Regions from separate parts of the Zea mays genome. Here region 2 is linked to region 1. The links are chromatin contacts, called in public Hi-C maps. All regions are on one chromosome and are shown on one strand. Each heading gives the region's core, a stretch centred on a gene start, on an enhancer-like site or on the middle of the called end of the contact. The rest is flanking DNA. Distances are from core to core; before and after follow the strand shown.

Evidence for each region. Hi-C and Micro-C count contacts between places; a contact is called where the count stands out from the background.
Region 2: a Hi-C map of tassel shows a contact between it and region 1, with 5 times the contacts expected there. The contact joins the promoter of LOC100280512 here to the promoter of LOC100283934 in region 1. A contact is called at or near these places in 8 of 25 Hi-C or Micro-C datasets (bundle sheath, ear, leaf and 2 more).

Annotation. Positions count from the first base shown.
Region 1 is chr6:56,358,573-56,361,272 of Zm-B73-REFERENCE-NAM-5.0, reverse strand. LOC100283934 reads left to right here and starts at 1,322. Exons shown (of 1, transcript NM_001156832.1): 1 at 1,322-2,476. The coding sequence starts at 1,346. The coding sequence ends at 2,344.
Region 2 is chr6:57,010,612-57,013,311 of Zm-B73-REFERENCE-NAM-5.0, reverse strand. It overlaps LOC100280512, which reads right to left and starts at 1,284. Exons shown (of 19, transcript NM_001153432.1): 1 at 1,151-1,284; 2 at 1,008-1,063; 3 at 813-916; 4 at 585-714; 5 at 1-51. The coding sequence starts at 1,208.

The DNA of each region.
Region 1 (2,700 bases), core at 73-2,572:
TCACTGTAAGTCAAACTTCAGTGCCTGATCCGACTTACAACCTCACTTTTAGTCAATTTTTCTCCAATTTCTAAGTAGCTCTAGGGTTAGATCACTTAATCAAACTTGAACTACTAACATAGCTCTACAAGTTTGTTGTAATGACCCATGGCAAAATCTCCATGGATTAAAAGATACTAGGTCACAAACTTGGCCTAATGTCACTGATTTCAGAGTAAAGCCCTATGGGTGCTCTTGGGGCTTTTTGCAATTAACTCCACTTTGTTCCACAACACTTGAAAATCTTCCAATGTAAAAGTTGCTTAGTTTTTTATACTCTACCACTTTGATATATGCACTTTGGTCCAAAAGTGCATATAAATTGAAATCATCTCATAGAGCACAAATTAGGGTTTCTAGGGTTTTAATTAGGGTTTTTGAGTGTTCCATGGTTTATGTGCCACTCAATTTCACCATGTTTAGGCTCTTATGAACATTTCCACTAACCTTTGAGGTAATACTCAATTTGTTATCATACACACCCACATACCTCTATCCCTTGGCTAAGTACCCTATCCTAAGGTTAAGGATCACTTCAAGTCATCACCTCACAACTTGTTTTGAAGTTTTAGCCTAGTGGATGCACTCTAGGTGTAACATACATAATGACATGTCAATGCATATGATGTCATGCCCAAGTTTTAGTTCTTGTAACACCAGGGGTGTTACACCATGGAAAGTATCAATTGATCGTGTCGATACAGATCGGTGTAGTTCCACGATCGTATGGACTGTGTTGTTTGATCGTGTGGCCTAATCGATTGATTGTTGTTGGTGCAGGCGACCACCCGAGCCACCAACTCATTGATTTGTCTTCGATGTATCGTGTAAAATAAGAGATGCGACTATAGATGATATTGTTAACATTGTTTGTAGAGTTGAGTTTGAAATAAAGGATAAAATAGGGGAACTGGTTAAGAAATACTCATACAAGGGAATTCGAATCAGTTTGATTGGCACTGCAAGTTCTAACAGGAAAAAATAAAAAAAAGGGAAAAAAGGAAATCCCGTCGGCGGAAAGCCTTTGTAGTTAATTTGCGTTGCAACATATGAAAGTGTATATTGATTGTTAAAGAAAATACGACTCTGTAAGTATTCTGTATTAGATTTGACGAAATTTCCGTCGACCCTTTGGTACGTGGTTAACCTAACCATCTCCACACAAGCATTTCGTGGCCTGCCAAAACTCAATCTAACCCTATTTTCCTCCTAAATCCACGCTAACTAAAATTAACTAACTGCGACCTCACTACAAATGTTCCACTCTCCCTAGCTGGTCTCCCTCGCCCAAACAGCAGAGCAAGCTATGGCGCGCGCGCGTGACGCCGCCCTCCACCTCCTCCTCCTGGCAGCGGGCGCACTCCTACTTCTAGCCGTGGTGTCTCAGGCCACCGTGGTGCCGCCGAGCGTTCCGGCGGGCGCCCCCGAGGACCCGCGGTGCCGCGCGCTGGCGCCGCGGCGTGGCGCGCTGGCGGTGTACCCGAGCGACATGGAGCAACTGCAGTTCCTTCTCAACGCCAAGTTCGTGGAGGCGGAGTGGTTCCTGCACGCGGCGCTGGGACGTGGCGTGGACTTCCTGGACCGCAACCTGTCCGGCGGCGGGCCTCGGCCGTCCGGGGCCAGGAAGGCGGACCTGGACTTCCGCACAACCGAGGTCGCCGCCGAGCTCGGGTACCAGGAGGTGGGCCACATCCGCGCCATCAGGCAGGCCGTGGGCGGGTTCCCGCGGCCGCCCATCGACCTCGGCGCCGACCGCTTCGCCATGGTCATGGACGACGCCATGGGCGTCCGTCTGGACCCGCCGTTCGACCCGTACGCCGGGCCCGTCAACTTCCTGCTCGCCTCCTACGTGTTCCCGCACGTCACCGCCGCCGCCGCCATGGGCATCGGCCCCAGCCTCATGGGCTACGCCTCCAAGCGCCTCCAGGCGAGCATCCTGGCGGTGGAGGCCGGGCAGGACGCGGTGATCCGGCTGCTGCTGTACCAGCGCGCCGACGATGCCGTCCCACCGTACCAGGGCCACACCGTGGCCGACTTCACGCGCCGGATCTCCGACTGGCGCAACCGGATGTCCGGGTGCGGCGCCAAGGACGAAGGGGTCAAGGTGCTGGACCGGCGGCAGGGCGCCGAGCGCCGCACCATAAGCAACATCCTCGGCGCCGGCGAGGACTCGCTCGGGTTCCAACGCACGCCTGCGGAGGTGCTCCGCATCCTCTACGGCTCGCGCAACGAGCAGATCCCCGGTGGGTTCCTCCCCAGGGGTGCCAATGGAACCATCGCTAGAGGTTTCTTCCAGCTCGCGTAGATCAAAAGATACTAACAACATCCTAGTCTATCTTGAGACATCACAAGCTGATCGATGGTAGTACCAATCAACTTGAAATTAAAGGTCCAAGAAATGTGATAAAAAAACAGAAACCATTATTATTTTGAAACCTAAAATTGTATCACGTCGGCCTTTGTTGCCTCTCCTCTTCCGACACGACGGCTCTATCCAAGCAATATCTGCCGCGCGTGACGCTATCAGTACATTTGCGTTGAGAACTACGTTACCACGGATCACCAGATCCGCTTTCTTCCCTCCCGTCAGCAGTAGAGGCGTAAGAAGATGTAGAGTACCCGTCTCCCTTCCCATAAACACGATAGAGTAAACACACGAGA
Region 2 (2,700 bases), core at 35-2,534, 650 kb before region 1:
AGTTACCCCTCTTAGGACAGCACAAACTATGTACGGTCTAATTTTTGAAGTCTGAAAAAACACCAAATCAAGGATTACACTGGAAGAAAATAAGAACATGAATATACCATTCTGGAGGATAAGATCAACATCAAAATTAGAAATACAACACTAATCCGTTAATATATAGCTTCTAGAATTAGTAATAACAGGCAAATATCAAAATCACAAATATGTTAATATCCTAACACTTAGCATCCGCTTCAAGCTATAATCGTTTTCACAACAATAATAAAACATTACAAAGAGGATGCACCAAAAAAATACATATTTTAATAGCATGAAAAATGCCAGTAGGGTATTGCTTCCGTTTTTCCTTCCAAAACTGACAGTTTCACACATCATTTTCCCATTATCCTGGAGACATAACATTCCATTTCCATATCCAAAAGTCGACTGATTCAAGTGCATAGCCATAACATACACTAAACAGTGCTGCTGTACAATTTTCTCTACTGCCTAGAGATGGAAAACTGAAGAAATCTAGTAGTTTCTTCTAGGATGTTATTTAAAATGCACTGCAAGTCCCAACAACATGACATTACCTCTGGTTTAACATGCATCTGAAGCATTGAACCCCGAGGGATTGATGAAACTTGGAATACAGGGCTTGCTTCAGTCCCAGTGAAAACACGAAGAGCTCTTGCTAGTCCTTCAAGACATAGCAAATCATATCTGCATGCATTGTTCCAAGTTTTTACCGGATTTCCAAAATCCTGCATACCTAGTACTCTAGTAACATCGATTCCTTGACGAAAACAAAATCTGCTGACCTGTTGGCGGCAACCTCTATCTTGTAGATGACCTCGTCATCTTCGTCCACCTCACTGTCGTCCTCGAGGTGCTTCTCCTTCCTGATAATAGCCTTCTCCGTCGTCTGCAGACGCAGACCCAAAACCCTCAAAATTCAGACAACGCCACTGCCAGCACAGCGGACGGGAGGGGCAATGGCGGAGAGATATGCTCACCACATCGTCCAGCTCGATGCCGAACTCGAAGCAGAGCGCCTCGAACTCCTCCTGTGCTGCAGCCAGTAGGATTGGTTACGAGCTGTTGCGGAGGGAAGAGCTGGGCTTTTGGGGAGGGACTGCGCAAAGGAAGTCAAACTTACTGTAGGTTCGACCAATGGCAGCCAAGAGACGATCCCGGCCGACGCTCACCGTCGGCATCCCGGCTGGGGCGGAGGAGACGGTCTGGGAGGCGGCGGCAGGAGGAAAAACCTAGCGGTGAGTCCGGAGCGACGGCAGCGGAGGCGTTGATGCTGAAGCTGGTGCCTTTGATGGGCCGAACAGCTAAAGGCCCAGACTTCACTTTGGGCCCGTTTGGTAGCTCGGGGCTCGTTGGCGGGGCGCCATACAGGGTGGAGGACTGGAGGAGGATGGCGTGCAGGCCTGCAGGGCTCGGGCGGCGCTGGCTGCTGTTGTTCTGCTTAGGGCGAGAAAAAAAAACTCGAGCTCGACGAGCTCGGGCTCGCAGCAGCTCAGCTCGGCTCGGTCCGGCTCGACGCATAGAACGAGCCCGAGCCGAGCCTGTTTTTGTGGCTCGTGAAAAGAGCGAGTCAGCTCGGCTCGGCTCGGTGCAGCTCGCGAGCTGGCTCGTGGCTCGTCCTAACAACAATTTGTTATATAAAATCTTAATTAACATATAATATTAGTAAGGAGTAGACAATTAATTTCTGTTATTTGATATTACTATAAAAAATAATCTATTTTCTATATTATATTAGTGATATATCTATTTTACTAATTTAAAATATGTTATTTAAAATATTTTTAAGATTTTATATTATAATTTATAGAGCAGATTTACGTTTATTGATAGGCCCGTTGGCTCGGCGAGCCGGCTCGCGAGCCCGGAGCGAGCCGAGCCGAGCCGCTTTCTCGAGCTCGCCAGATGGGCGAGCCGAGCCCGGCTCGTTACACGAGCAAGCTGCAGCGAGCCGAGCCGAGTCGAGCTCGGCTCGGCTCGTTTCCACCCCTAGTTCTGCTGCACTCTTCTGGCCCAACGGGGTAGATACTGTTGATAACTATAATCAGATCTGCTCACTACCCTCCTATCAGTATATTAGTCGTCAAAAGTTGTAGAAGATTCGTCTTCTTTCTCATAAGCACGATAGAAAAACACACGAGACACATAATATAAGATTGGGTCTCTGGCCTCTTTCTAATCTCTTCTCTCTTATAAAGAGGTACAGATTCATTTATATAGAGACGTCAGACCCCTCAGATGTATAATTAGTATTCGCCCATATAACCATACTATGGTTTCTTAACACTCCCCCTCGGGCAAATATCGCGACCAACACATGCCTTGTTAAAACTCTCAAAAACCTAGTAGAAAAAATATGGAGAAAAAACGCATGGTGACGTATATTGCATTTGCACTTTGTTGTCATTAAAAACCTCATGTGATAAACTTCAAGAAAACCCACCACAGAAAAAAGAGTACACCAATTATCATCAGGACAGATTTCGATCTTCTATATCTATATTCCATTGAATCTTCTATAAAGGCTAATTTTAGAAATGTGCTCTCTGACCCTTGCAAAACCGTCTTAGTATGGTAAAATACCTTCTTATGAAGTATATGCAGTTACACACATAGAGATTTAGCAAACAGATTGCATATTCTTGCAAGAACTATTTCAGGAATTTTACCTCA